3 separate regions of the Sus scrofa genome follow, and all the other regions are linked to region 3. The links are chromatin contacts, called in public Hi-C and HiChIP or PLAC-seq maps. All regions are on one chromosome and are shown on one strand. Each heading gives the region's core, a stretch centred on a gene start, on an enhancer-like site or on the middle of the called end of the contact. The rest is flanking DNA. Distances are from core to core; before and after follow the strand shown.

Region 1 (3,296 bases), core at 433-2,932, 320 kb after region 3:
GCAGCACCCAGCGTCAGAAGCTGGGAGGAGGGAAGTTCACCAGATTTCCTTGAATATATGTTTCAGTCTCATAAACATCATTTTAAATAACTCCTTATTAGGAAAAATACAGATCTTGGGGGAAAAAAATCAATTTCTTTTTTCTTGCTCAGAGCATGACACACATAATTTCCCCATCCTCTAGCCTGGAACATTTGATCCAAAGTAATGATTGTCATGACCCAAGCCTCTAAAAGTTAGTGACTTTTCCTCTTCTCATTAGTGATCCTCAGGTAGACCAGTCCACAATTCCAATGAATATAAAAAATGTAAGTAGGAAGCAATAACTGGTCAGTAGCTTTCATAAATGATGGCAGGATCTTTCAGTAAGAACGAAACAATACTTAGGAAAAACAGAGACGGAGGCAGAGGAGGACATAGGTATTTCGAGAGTGTGAAGGAAAAGATAAGGCTAGTCAATGTTTTAAAAAGCATTCTGAGTATATCATGTGAGCTAAAAGGGTTAACGGGAGATGGATGGATTTTTACTGGTATGAAAGGAAAAATGTGTCCTACAGAGGAATGTTGGCACCGCTTACCAATTTCACAGCGCTTTTCATCTTCAAAGAATTTTGCATGTTAACTAATTAATCCTTCCAACACCCTTGTGACGTAAACGTGACAAACAAGGACAGACGTGAGTCTAATATGACTAATCTACCAAGCTCAGGGGTGGAGAAAGAATTATGAAAGCATGCCAGTTACTAATGAGGAAGACTGTAGGTAGAGATTTCATACAGGATTGTGTTTGTGTGTGTGTGTGTGTGTGTGTGTGTGTGTGTGTGTGTGTACTTCCCAAAATTTGTTTCTGGAAACATACAGCAAATGATAGAAGTTGAAAGAAAGATGTTATCACTACCTGAGCTCAGTTCATGCTGGACTAGTGTGAAATTCTCCAATAATCCAAATTTAAACCATAAATATTAGCAGCAGTTAGGTATTTGCTTTTAATGCCTAGAGTTGACAAATTATTTAGACAATGAGCACCAACTCTCTGGAACTTCATTGGTTTAAAAGGCGTTACACTTGTTGTGGGGTTATTTTTCTGCCCAATTCTGTAATCTACATTTTTTTTCCTATTATTCACACACCAGGACAAACATGCAATGCCCAATTAAATGAGAGATATGACAATTTTAAGCTCTTATTCACTAGCCATGTATTTTGAAAACGTATAACTGTGACTATGGTTATTTTTTTAAAGACCTAAGTCTGTTTCCTTTTGCTCTGCCTGCTGGTGTAATACCAACAGACACCTGTCTGTTGTTACCCTGTTGCGACAGCAGAAAAACTTGCAAGAAAATAGCAGAGCTCATGACCACCCTGGAATGCTAATGGCAATGCTGTGCTGTTGGCACCCTGAGGTGATTGTAACAGGGAGATACATTATCCACTTACAGTAACAGCCATTCCATTCCAGCTTCTCGGGATAACAACAGTGCGTCTGATTACAAACCTGCTAACGCATGCACCATCCTTCATTCCTTTTCGTGATGATAAATATCATTGTGTGCATTATTGGCCTTACTGTGTTGCTCTTAATATTGTTACTATGACTTTGCAAAAAGTATTGATCTACAAATAGTCAATGGCAGATTATTCCAGAGAGAAGCTTGACTGCCTTTTCTGCACCACAGCTGCATTTTCCTTCCAGCGTTTCAGGACTGGAGGGCACAATAGGGTTGAGCCCTTACTCTTCTCTTTCTTCGAGTTCATTCCACAACATTATGTGAATTTCTCCCTCTTCCCTTCCTGCCTTCTGTCTTTCCCCCAAAATAAGCTTAGATTTTCATCTCAGTCCATAATTTCCTTAACAGTGTGTCTGTGTACCTAGTGTCATGTCGGTTATCGCCCAGGGGTTTCAAATATGGTACAAGGTTGTAGACACCGTGGATTTGGTCATTCAATTATCAAATATTTCTTGAGTACTCACTATCTACTAGTCACCGTTTTAGTCACCAGTGATACAGGAGTGAAGAAAAGTTCCCGCCTCTAGACACGACACTTACTGAGGAGGCTGATATGGGAGCATTCACAATGAAGAGCTCTCCTCCTCTATTTTGTCGTAAAATTCAATCATTACACTACATTGCAATCACTCAGATACATTCTGTTGTTTTAAATTTCTTCCTGCATTTTTGGGTTGCTACTAGCTGGGATCATTTTCTTTCTGCCTGAAAAACAACTATTTGTTTAGTTTCAGTGTCCTGGCAACAAATTCTCTCAGTTTGTGTATATATGCATTTTATATATACATATATATATATAAATTTGAATTTTATATGCTTTTAGTGTTCCCGACCATTTCATTTTTAAAAAATTGTTTTATTATAGTCGATTTACAATGTTTTGTCAATTTCTGCGGTACAACAAAGTGACCCAGTCATACTTTTATAGGCATTCTTTTTCTCACAATATACTTAACTTTTTGAAGATTTTTTTCTAGATATAGAATCCTAGTTTGGCTGTTGTTTTCATTTATCGCCTTAAAGATATTCCATTGTCTTTTTGATTTCATATTCTATAGAGACATCAGCTGTATGTCATTATTGCTCCTTGAAGGGTAATATTTTTCTTGAATGTCATTAACATTTTTTTGTCTCTGATTTTCAGTAACTTTTCTATGATGTGACTAGTTGTGGGGTGCATGTGCGTGTGCGTGTGCGTGTGCGTGTGTGTGTGGTTATCCTGCTTGGGGTCCACAGTTTCGCTATGATCTCTATCTTGATTTTTGTCAGTCTTTTTGAAATCTATTATCTCTTCAAAAATTTTTTCCTTTGTTGCTTCTTTTTTGTTTTCCTGAGTCTTTAATTGCATATATTGTAGTTTTTATTCATGTCAATTTAGTCTTAATCAAGTCAATTCCTGGTTGTTCCACACTCCTAGGGTATACATTTCCAGTTTCCACTGAGATTCTGAGGTATTCGCTAGGATTCGCCTCTCTGCTTCTTATTCCTAGATTCTAATTTCTGCATCTTTAGCCTGGTGCTCTTTAGTCAGTGGAACATGAGAACATCCTAAAATTTTAAAACCCTCTTTCCCTTGGGAGTTTCATTATCAGGACTACATATGGGAAGATAGAGGGAGCCTAATTAGGAAGTTACAGTAATAGTTTTGCTATGAGCTAATGGAGACTGATCCAGGGAGTTGGCAGTCTGAATATGTATATGAAAGGACATATATGGATGCTCTCATGAAAGAACGGGTGAGGAAACTTCTTGATTATGTGAAGGGTGATGTGTCAAAGCCTCTTCAAG
Region 2 (3,558 bases), core at 243-2,742, 380 kb after region 3:
CATACCAGGCTGCAGATATGTGCTCTGTCACACTCTGCTGAGTGGTCTGAAAGAGCCTTAGTTTCCTCTCTGTAAAAATGGAGCCTGAACCATCCTTGCCCAGGAGAAGAATAGAGTATTAAGGATTAAATTGAAAAATCACATGAAATCTTAGAAACATCCCATAAGGCACACCGTCTGGGGCACAGAAAATGCCTAATCCATGTCTGATGGATAAACAATTGGTGCTCAATAAATATTCTTTGTTTCCTCTTCCTCACTTTCCCAAAGTTCTTAAAGTGGGGAGCACTGTGGCCGTAGCAGAACCTGCCAGCTTAAAGTGCCATCTTTTTTTTTTTTTTTTTTTTTTTTTTTTTTGGCTCTCTGCCTCTGCCGAGGTAGGTGAGCATCTCTGCCCAGTCAGAGAGGAGAGGAGAGAAGATGGGCAGGAAACACACTGTCCTGTCCATTTAGCCCTCAGCCTGTTGCAGCAGGGTTGGGTGAAAATGCAGCATAGCTTCTGGGGTTTTTGTTCTTTTGTTAGACCCTGGAGGGAAGAGATGAATTTTCCATCTGTTGCTGGCTGGGAATATTCGGCTAAGGAGGTGCCTCTCCGCTGGGGACACTGAGGTGGCCTGGCTCTGGGTCAGCACAGCTCTTCCTCTGGCCGCTCGGCTTGAGCCCGAGACTCCCAGGTGAGACATGGGTTATTGCAGATGTGAGAGTGAGAGCAGCTGATAGAAGCAGCAGAAGGCAGAAACGAGAGACCCCACATCCACACACACTCTCCTTATGTGATACACAACAGTGGTTCAGCCGGTTCAGGATCCCTGCATTGTTACTAGGAGGGGCTTGGGTCATCGCTGCAGCGCCAGTTCAATCCCTGGCCCTGGAACTTCCACATGCTGTGGGTGTGGCAAAAAACTACTGCTTTCTATTTTTTTTTTTTGTTTTTTGTTTTTCCTTTTTTTAATGGAAGGCTCAGTTTAGTAGACCTAGCTTGGAACTCCAGGGGCCTGGCAGGGACCCCTGGCCAGCTGGGCAACACTCAGAAGGGCCCAGACACTGCTCTAGACTTCAGGGAACAAACAAACAAACAAAAACAAGCAACCACCACCACCTCCCTGGTCGCTGCCCCAAGCCTCTGAGGGTTTTTTTTCATAGGGATCTTTCGGGATTCAAGTCAATGCAGTGAGAGTGGAGCAACGCGGGACTAGCCTTTCAGAAGGAGTGTCCTGCTCAGAATGGAAGGAAAGGGGACGATCAGGGCCCCCGCGCCTCCCACCCCCTCCCCATCCAAATCGAAAGCCTCCCTTCGCCGGGTTTGCAGTGCCTTCCCCGCTTGGAGGCTTGAAGCTGCCTGGGGCGGGAGAGAGGTAATTCCAAGAGGCAGGCTCGGGCTGCCGACGGCGCCTTCGGTTGTATGAATCCCAGCCCCCCGCGGAAGGGGTCCTGCTACACAGAGAAACAACGACGAGGATTGTTCAGGAAAAGCCCGGCCGGCTGGGGATGGGACCCTCTGTGGCAGCGCTTGGCGGATGCTGACAGCTCCAGCGTTCCCAGGGTGCCGGGATGGGATTAGAAATCCTTCTCCCGGCCAAGATTGCTTCCAACAGCTGGAGCGAGAGCCCCTCCCCGCCTCCCCGCCTCCCCGCCCGGCTCCATTTCTTGCTGGAGAGCATCCGAAAGCGGAGTTTAAAATGACTCAGTGTCTTCTGGGTAAAGAGCTTTTACTTTTCCAGACTGAACTGCCAAAGACCTTAAGGCAATGAAAGAAAGAAAGAAAAAGTGAGATGCTATGTCTGGCAAGTGGCATTTCTCTCCTTCGGTGGCTGTGTGGTTATTAAGCCAGAGCCGTTGGGTATTCTGAAGTGTTATTTATTTACCTTGGCGCCCAGGGTTAGATCGCGGAGCCTGTGGAGTGGAAATATGGTGACAGGATAAGGGTAATGAGAGGAAGCAAACCCACTGGAAGATAGCTGGGTTCTGAAAATCGGAGAGTTTGTTTTCCCAGAGGAGGGAAGCAGGAATATTACCTCATTGCAAAACAGTCATTAAAACATAATTGAGTGCTCCACAGACGACCAAAGCGCCCAGCTAACACTAAGTTCATTTTCAGTGAAAGTTAAAATCAAAATCAATGCCCTGTTGAAAAGCAATAACCCAAATTAGAGAACAATACAGAAAGCTTTTCTGGGAGGAGTTAGACTCTGCTTTGGTTAAAGGAAAAAAAGAAAGCAAAAAGGAGTCCTTCTGATCCTCTTCGGAGCGAGTTCTTAGAGTAAGAGCAGCTGCAAGGGACTCATTAGCCAGAGGGTGTTCTTGGAGAAACGGCGGAGGTGGGGTGTTGTGAGCAGAAAGCCTCTGGCCCCCTTCTCTCTTTCCTGAAGATCCACACATGCCCCTCCATCTGCGTTAAACCAGAACAACATGGAAGCCGCACCAGTCCGACGCATCCGCACCTTCGCACCAGCACTTCAAACTTTTTCAAATGCATATCAAAGAAAAGAGGTTGAAGATATTTTTCAGTAAATACATATTAAACGCGACGTTCAGAGGTAACTTTCCTGGATATAGTTGGGCGGGTCGAGTGGATGGACAAAGTCGTTATCCTGCTACCAGCCGTAGAGGATTAACTCATTTGAAGCTATTCTTTTCATGGTTTTCCATGACCCTGCTTTTTTTTTTTTTTTTGGGTGGGGGGGGGCTCACTCAGGAAGTTCCCAGGCCAGGGACTGAACTGCGCCACAGCACTGACCAGAGCCACAGCCGTGATCTGAGCCACAGCAGTGACAAGGCCAGATCCTTAACCCGCTGAGCCACCAGGGAACTTCATATCCTTCCACGTTTAATCTATTTGTATCTTTATATTAAAGTGGACTTCTTGTAGACAACATGTAAGTGTCTGGCATTTCGATCTATTTTAACAGTCTCTGTCTTTTAATTGGTGAATTTAGGCCACTGATATTTGAACTAATGATTGATAAACCTCAGTTTTTTAAAAAGCAAGGTGTTTTGAATGCCTCAAATATGACTACTTTTTCTTTCCCTCTGTTGCAGACAACAGACACAGGAAATGGTCAACATTGCATTCAGTGTTATTGAAATATATTTATTTGCCCAGTGAAAAGTTTGCTCAATGTACTTTCTTTGATTAAATAATGTATCAGCAGTATTTTGTTTGGTGAAGATACTCACCTACCTCATTTAAGGTCTAAACTGTTTCTGCCAATAACCATATAAGTAAATATTCAGGGGACAAATAAAATGAGAAATACTGATATTTCAGCTCACGGAAGTTGAAAGGCAAGATATTTAAATGCCTCTGGGAAACTGTACATCTAAAAAATGCCTTTTTTTTTTTTTTTTTGTCATGCAGGGGGAGCTTGAGGAACTTGGATAAAGAATAAAAGGATTCTTGGGGTTCCCGTCGTGGCGCAGTGGTTAACGAATCCGACTAGGAACCATGAGGTTTTGGGTTCGGTCCCTGGCCTTGCTCAGTGGTTAAGGATCTGGAATTGCCATGAGCTGAGGTGTAGGCTGGTGGCTACAGCTCCTATTAGACCTCTAGCCTGGGCA
Region 3 (3,659 bases), core at 879-3,378:
TCCCTCCGGGCGCCCCCTCCCCTCTGCTCAGACCTGGGACAATGGCATCTGCTTTGGATAAGACACGGAGCTAGCCGTGCCAGATCGCCACGTCAGGCCGGTGCTGACGTCGCTGTAGAGGGAGCCCGCCCCGCCGCCCGGCCCCCCGCCCCCGCCAGCCCCCGGGCCACCGCCCCCCGGGCCGCCGCCCCCCGGGCCCGCGCCCGTGGCGCCCGCGCCCTTGCTGGCCCAGCAGCAGCGGGTGCACAGCGCGCGCCACGACTCGAGCGTCTTGCCGGACCAGACCCACACGCCCGAGGTGATGCCCACCACCAGGCACATGAAGTACTTGAGCATGAAGACGGCGTAGTCGGGCCGGCGCGCCTGGTCCGGCTGCAGGTCCCGCAGGCATGGGCAGTTGTGCGTGGCCTCCCAGCGCGGGCGGTTGTGCTGTTCGTAGAAGAGACAGGCGACCACGACAGCGGCGGGCACGGTGTAGAGCACGGTGAAGAGGCCCAGGCGGATCATGAGCTTCTCCAGTTTGTGCGTCTTGGTGGGGCCTCCCTGCTGCTTGATGACCGAGCGGATGCGGAAGAGCGACACGAAGCCGGCCAGCAGGAACATGGTGCCGATGAAGAGGTAGATGACCAGCGGCGCCAGCACGAAGCCGCGCAGGTTGTCCAGGCTCTGGTTGCCCACGTAGCAGATGCCCGCCACCGGATCGCCGTCCACCGAGCTGAGCGCCAGCACGGCGATAGACTTGACGCTGGGCACGAGCCAGGCGGCCAGGTGGAAGTACTGCGAGTAGCCGGCGATGGCCTCGTTGCCCCACTTCATGCCCGCCGCCAGGAACCACGTGAGCGACAGGATCACCCACCAGATGGAGCTGGCCATGCCGAAGAAGTAGACGAGCAGGAAGACCACGGTGCACAGCGCCGGGCCCGTGGTCTCATAGCGCACGTGCTGCTCCACGGCGCCCAGCTCCTCGTACTCGCCGCGCCCTCCCGGGCCGCCCGCGCCCGCTCCCGCCGCGCCGGCTCCCGCCGCCGCGCTGCCCGCGCCGCCCGCGCCGCCCGCAGCCCCCGCACCGCCGCTGCACGCCACCTTCTCGTGGCCCGCCACCAGGCGCACCAGGTAGCCGACGGACACGAAGAGGTAGCAGGCCGAGAGGAAGATGATGGGCCGCTCCGGGTACTTGAAGCGCTCCATGTCTATGAGGAAGGTGGAGACGGTGGCGAAAGTGGACACGAAGCAGAGCACCGACCACAGGCCGATCCAGAAGACGGTGAAGGCGCGCTCGTCCTGGCTGAAGAACGGGTTGTGGCAGGGCAGCGCGCAGTTGGCGATCTGGCCGGTCTTGACGCGGTTGTAGAGAGGGTGCCGCTCGCTGGACACGCTCACCATGGGAGCGCGGCATTGGCAGCCCGGCTCGCAGGGCGCCGCGCCGCCGCCAGGGGGCCGCGCCTTCCCGCCGCCACCACCGCCGCCGCCGCCGCCGCCGCCGCGCGCGGGGGGCGCAGCCGCGTCCCCGCCGCCGCCCCTGCCGCGGGACGGGGGCCGGGCCCCCGGCGGGCGGCCGTGGCCGCTGCCGGAGGGCGGCTGCTCTCGGGCGGCGGCGGCGGCGGCGGCGGGCGGCGCGGTGGGCTGGGCGCGGCCGTGGTGAGGTCGGTGCGGTTGTAGTCCATGCACAGCGTGTCGGGGTTGCCCTGCTCGGGCAGCCGGTCGCAGCGCATGCGGTCAGGCCAGGCGAAGCCGTACTGGCGCATGAGGGGCGCGCAGCCGGCCTTGGCGCGCTCGCACACCGAGCGGCAGGGAGGCAGGGGCTTCTTGTAGTCCTCCAGACAGATGGGTGTGTACATGCTGCACAGGAAGAACTTGAGGTCGGGCGAGCACTGGATCTCCACCAGCGGCCAGAATTGGTGCACCTCCAGGCCCGCCTCGTCCTGCGTGTCGTGGTTGAACTGGTTGGGCATGTAGGTGTAGTTGTAGCCGATGCCCTTGCACAGCGGCACGGTGATCTCCTGGCACGCCAGCTCCTTGGCCGAGGCGGCCGCCGCGCCGCTCGAGCGCTGCAGCAACGCCAGGGCGGCCAGCAACGAGGTCACTTCCAACAGGTAACCCCACTCCATGCTGCGCGCCTCGGCCCCGCGCCCTCGCCCTCCGGGTGGCGCGCGGAGGGGCGCCGGGGATCCTTCGAGAGCGCGGGAGAGGAGAGCGGGTGCCCGGCCGGGCTTTCTCCTGCCTCTCCCAGGAGGGGCTCTCCCGATAACCTAGTCCCTTCTCGGGACGCGTCCGCACGGCGCTGCGGGAGAGGAGGGTGGCTGCCGGAGGGCGCCCGGGTCCGCGGGTCCACCCCGCTCACTCCGGCCAGGGTCAGCCCTTGCGGGGCAGAGTGACCGGCCCCCAGCTCATCGTCTCTCCCTTGCTCGCTTTCTCCGCACTCCGGTGACTTTGCCGGGTACCGAGGGCGGCGGCGCAGCAAGTTTCCTCTCGGGCCGCGGTGCGCAGTCAAGATGGCTGGGCCAGGCCGCTCCGCGCTGGGTCAGCCCCTGCGGCCCCTTTTCGGCGTCCCGGGGCTCATGCTTGACCCCAAGGCCGCGCGGCTGCCGCCGGGGTTCGGAGCCCGCCTCCGCCGAAGCCGCCGCCCTCTGTCCCCTGCTTCGGTCCGTCTGTCCGCTGCCGGGATGACGGGCCCCGCCTCCGGTGGAAGTCCGCGCCGCGCTCCGGCCAGCAGTCGGGCGAGGTGTCGGCGGTCCTCTTCTCGCTGGACACCCGGAGCCAAATCCAGGCCGGAAGGCGGAGCGGACACCTGAGCGGCGCGCCCGCGCCCCACTGTTGCCGCTGCCGCCGCCTCCGCCGCCGCCGCCACCTCCGCCTCCTCCTCCTCCTCGGCGGGAGCAGCGCCCCTCGCCAACTTCCCGCTCCGGCCCCGCTGCGCCCGGGCCGGCTCATGAATATTTATACGGGGCGGACTCGGTCTCCGCCCGCGACCCGCGCGCCAATCCCGGGCGCGGGGCGGAGTCTGCGCGCTCCCCAGGCCCAGCCTTCCTGGGGCGGGCCCGGCTGTTCGCGCCGCCGTGCACGCCGTCTGCGGCCAGAGTTTGGGTAACCTTGGGATTGACCGCAGACACTGACGCTTTGCCACCACGGTCCCCATCGTGCTCGATGTGTCGAAGTCGGGGTTCCATTTCCCCGAGTCTGCGCTTAGGGACTGGGGACGAGCCTTTATGCAAGCGCGACCTCGGAGGCCCGTTTCGAACTAGTCAAGCCCCTGCTTTCTCCGTCCCCCAAATGTGGGCGACCTCCTGGCAGCGGGACCACCCCCCACTCCCCCAGCCGGCCAGTGAGCGGGGGCGTTGCGGGGGACCGAGAAAGGGATGCCTTTCTTGGGGTTCTCAGGACGATGAGAATATAGGTGGAATGGAACCGCTGCAGTTGATTCTGGCTGGTGGGGGCTGGACCGGGGACTTCCCGCTCAGTGTCGTGGGGGAAGCCTCAGTTTCCTTACTTGCAGTGTGGAGTCACAGTACAGATCTCAAAGGGGATTCTGCTAATTGGGTGAGATAAAATAGAGACAGCATCCAGATCCAGTGCACTTTCATGAACCATAAATCCCTTTCTTCTTTAAAAAAGAACAAGAAAGAAAAAGAAAGGGAGAAAGAAAAACTTATAAACAGGAC

The links. Hi-C and Micro-C count contacts between places; a contact is called where the count stands out from the background. HiChIP or PLAC-seq counts read pairs in DNA pulled down with a chosen protein or histone mark.
Region 1: a Hi-C map of heart right ventricle shows a contact between it and region 3, with 2.4 times the contacts expected there. The contact joins the enhancer-like site here to the promoter of FZD8 in region 3. A contact is called at or near these places in 1 of 5 promoter capture datasets (liver), 4 of 47 Hi-C or Micro-C datasets (epiblast stem cells, fetal heart ventricle, fetal skeletal muscle and 1 more) and 1 of 2 datasets of contacts at active chromatin or transcription factors (skeletal muscle).
Region 2: a contact with region 3 is called in an H3K27ac HiChIP or PLAC-seq map of skeletal muscle, with 11 times the contacts expected there. The contact joins the enhancer-like site here to the promoter of FZD8 in region 3. A contact is called at or near these places in 1 of 5 promoter capture datasets (skeletal muscle), 6 of 47 Hi-C or Micro-C datasets (embryonic fibroblasts, heart right ventricle, retroperitoneal adipose tissue and 2 more) and 1 of 2 datasets of contacts at active chromatin or transcription factors (skeletal muscle).

Annotation. Positions count from the first base shown.
Region 1 is chr10:58,414,124-58,417,419 of Sscrofa11.1, forward strand. No RefSeq gene overlaps it. Among named protein-coding and RNA genes, the nearest start is that of FZD8, 320 kb to the left of the region's middle. Within about 2 kb of position 1,683, at least 2 of the 83 cell types and tissues checked have an H3K27ac peak or open chromatin away from gene starts, as enhancers often do.
Region 2 is chr10:58,475,354-58,478,911 of Sscrofa11.1, forward strand. No RefSeq gene overlaps it. Among named protein-coding and RNA genes, the nearest start is that of FZD8, 380 kb to the left of the region's middle. Within about 2 kb of position 1,493, at least 36 of the 83 cell types and tissues checked have an H3K27ac peak or open chromatin away from gene starts, as enhancers often do. A contact at or near this core is called in retroperitoneal adipose tissue, skeletal muscle and subcutaneous adipose tissue, where this site is marked.
Region 3 is chr10:58,094,662-58,098,320 of Sscrofa11.1, forward strand. It overlaps FZD8 (frizzled-8), which reads right to left and starts at 2,129. Exons shown (of 2, transcript XM_021064988.1): 1 at 1,590-2,129; 2 at 1-1,587. The coding sequence starts at 2,108. The coding sequence ends at 28. The region is part of intron 1 of LOC110255709 (a long non-coding RNA gene); the gene reads left to right.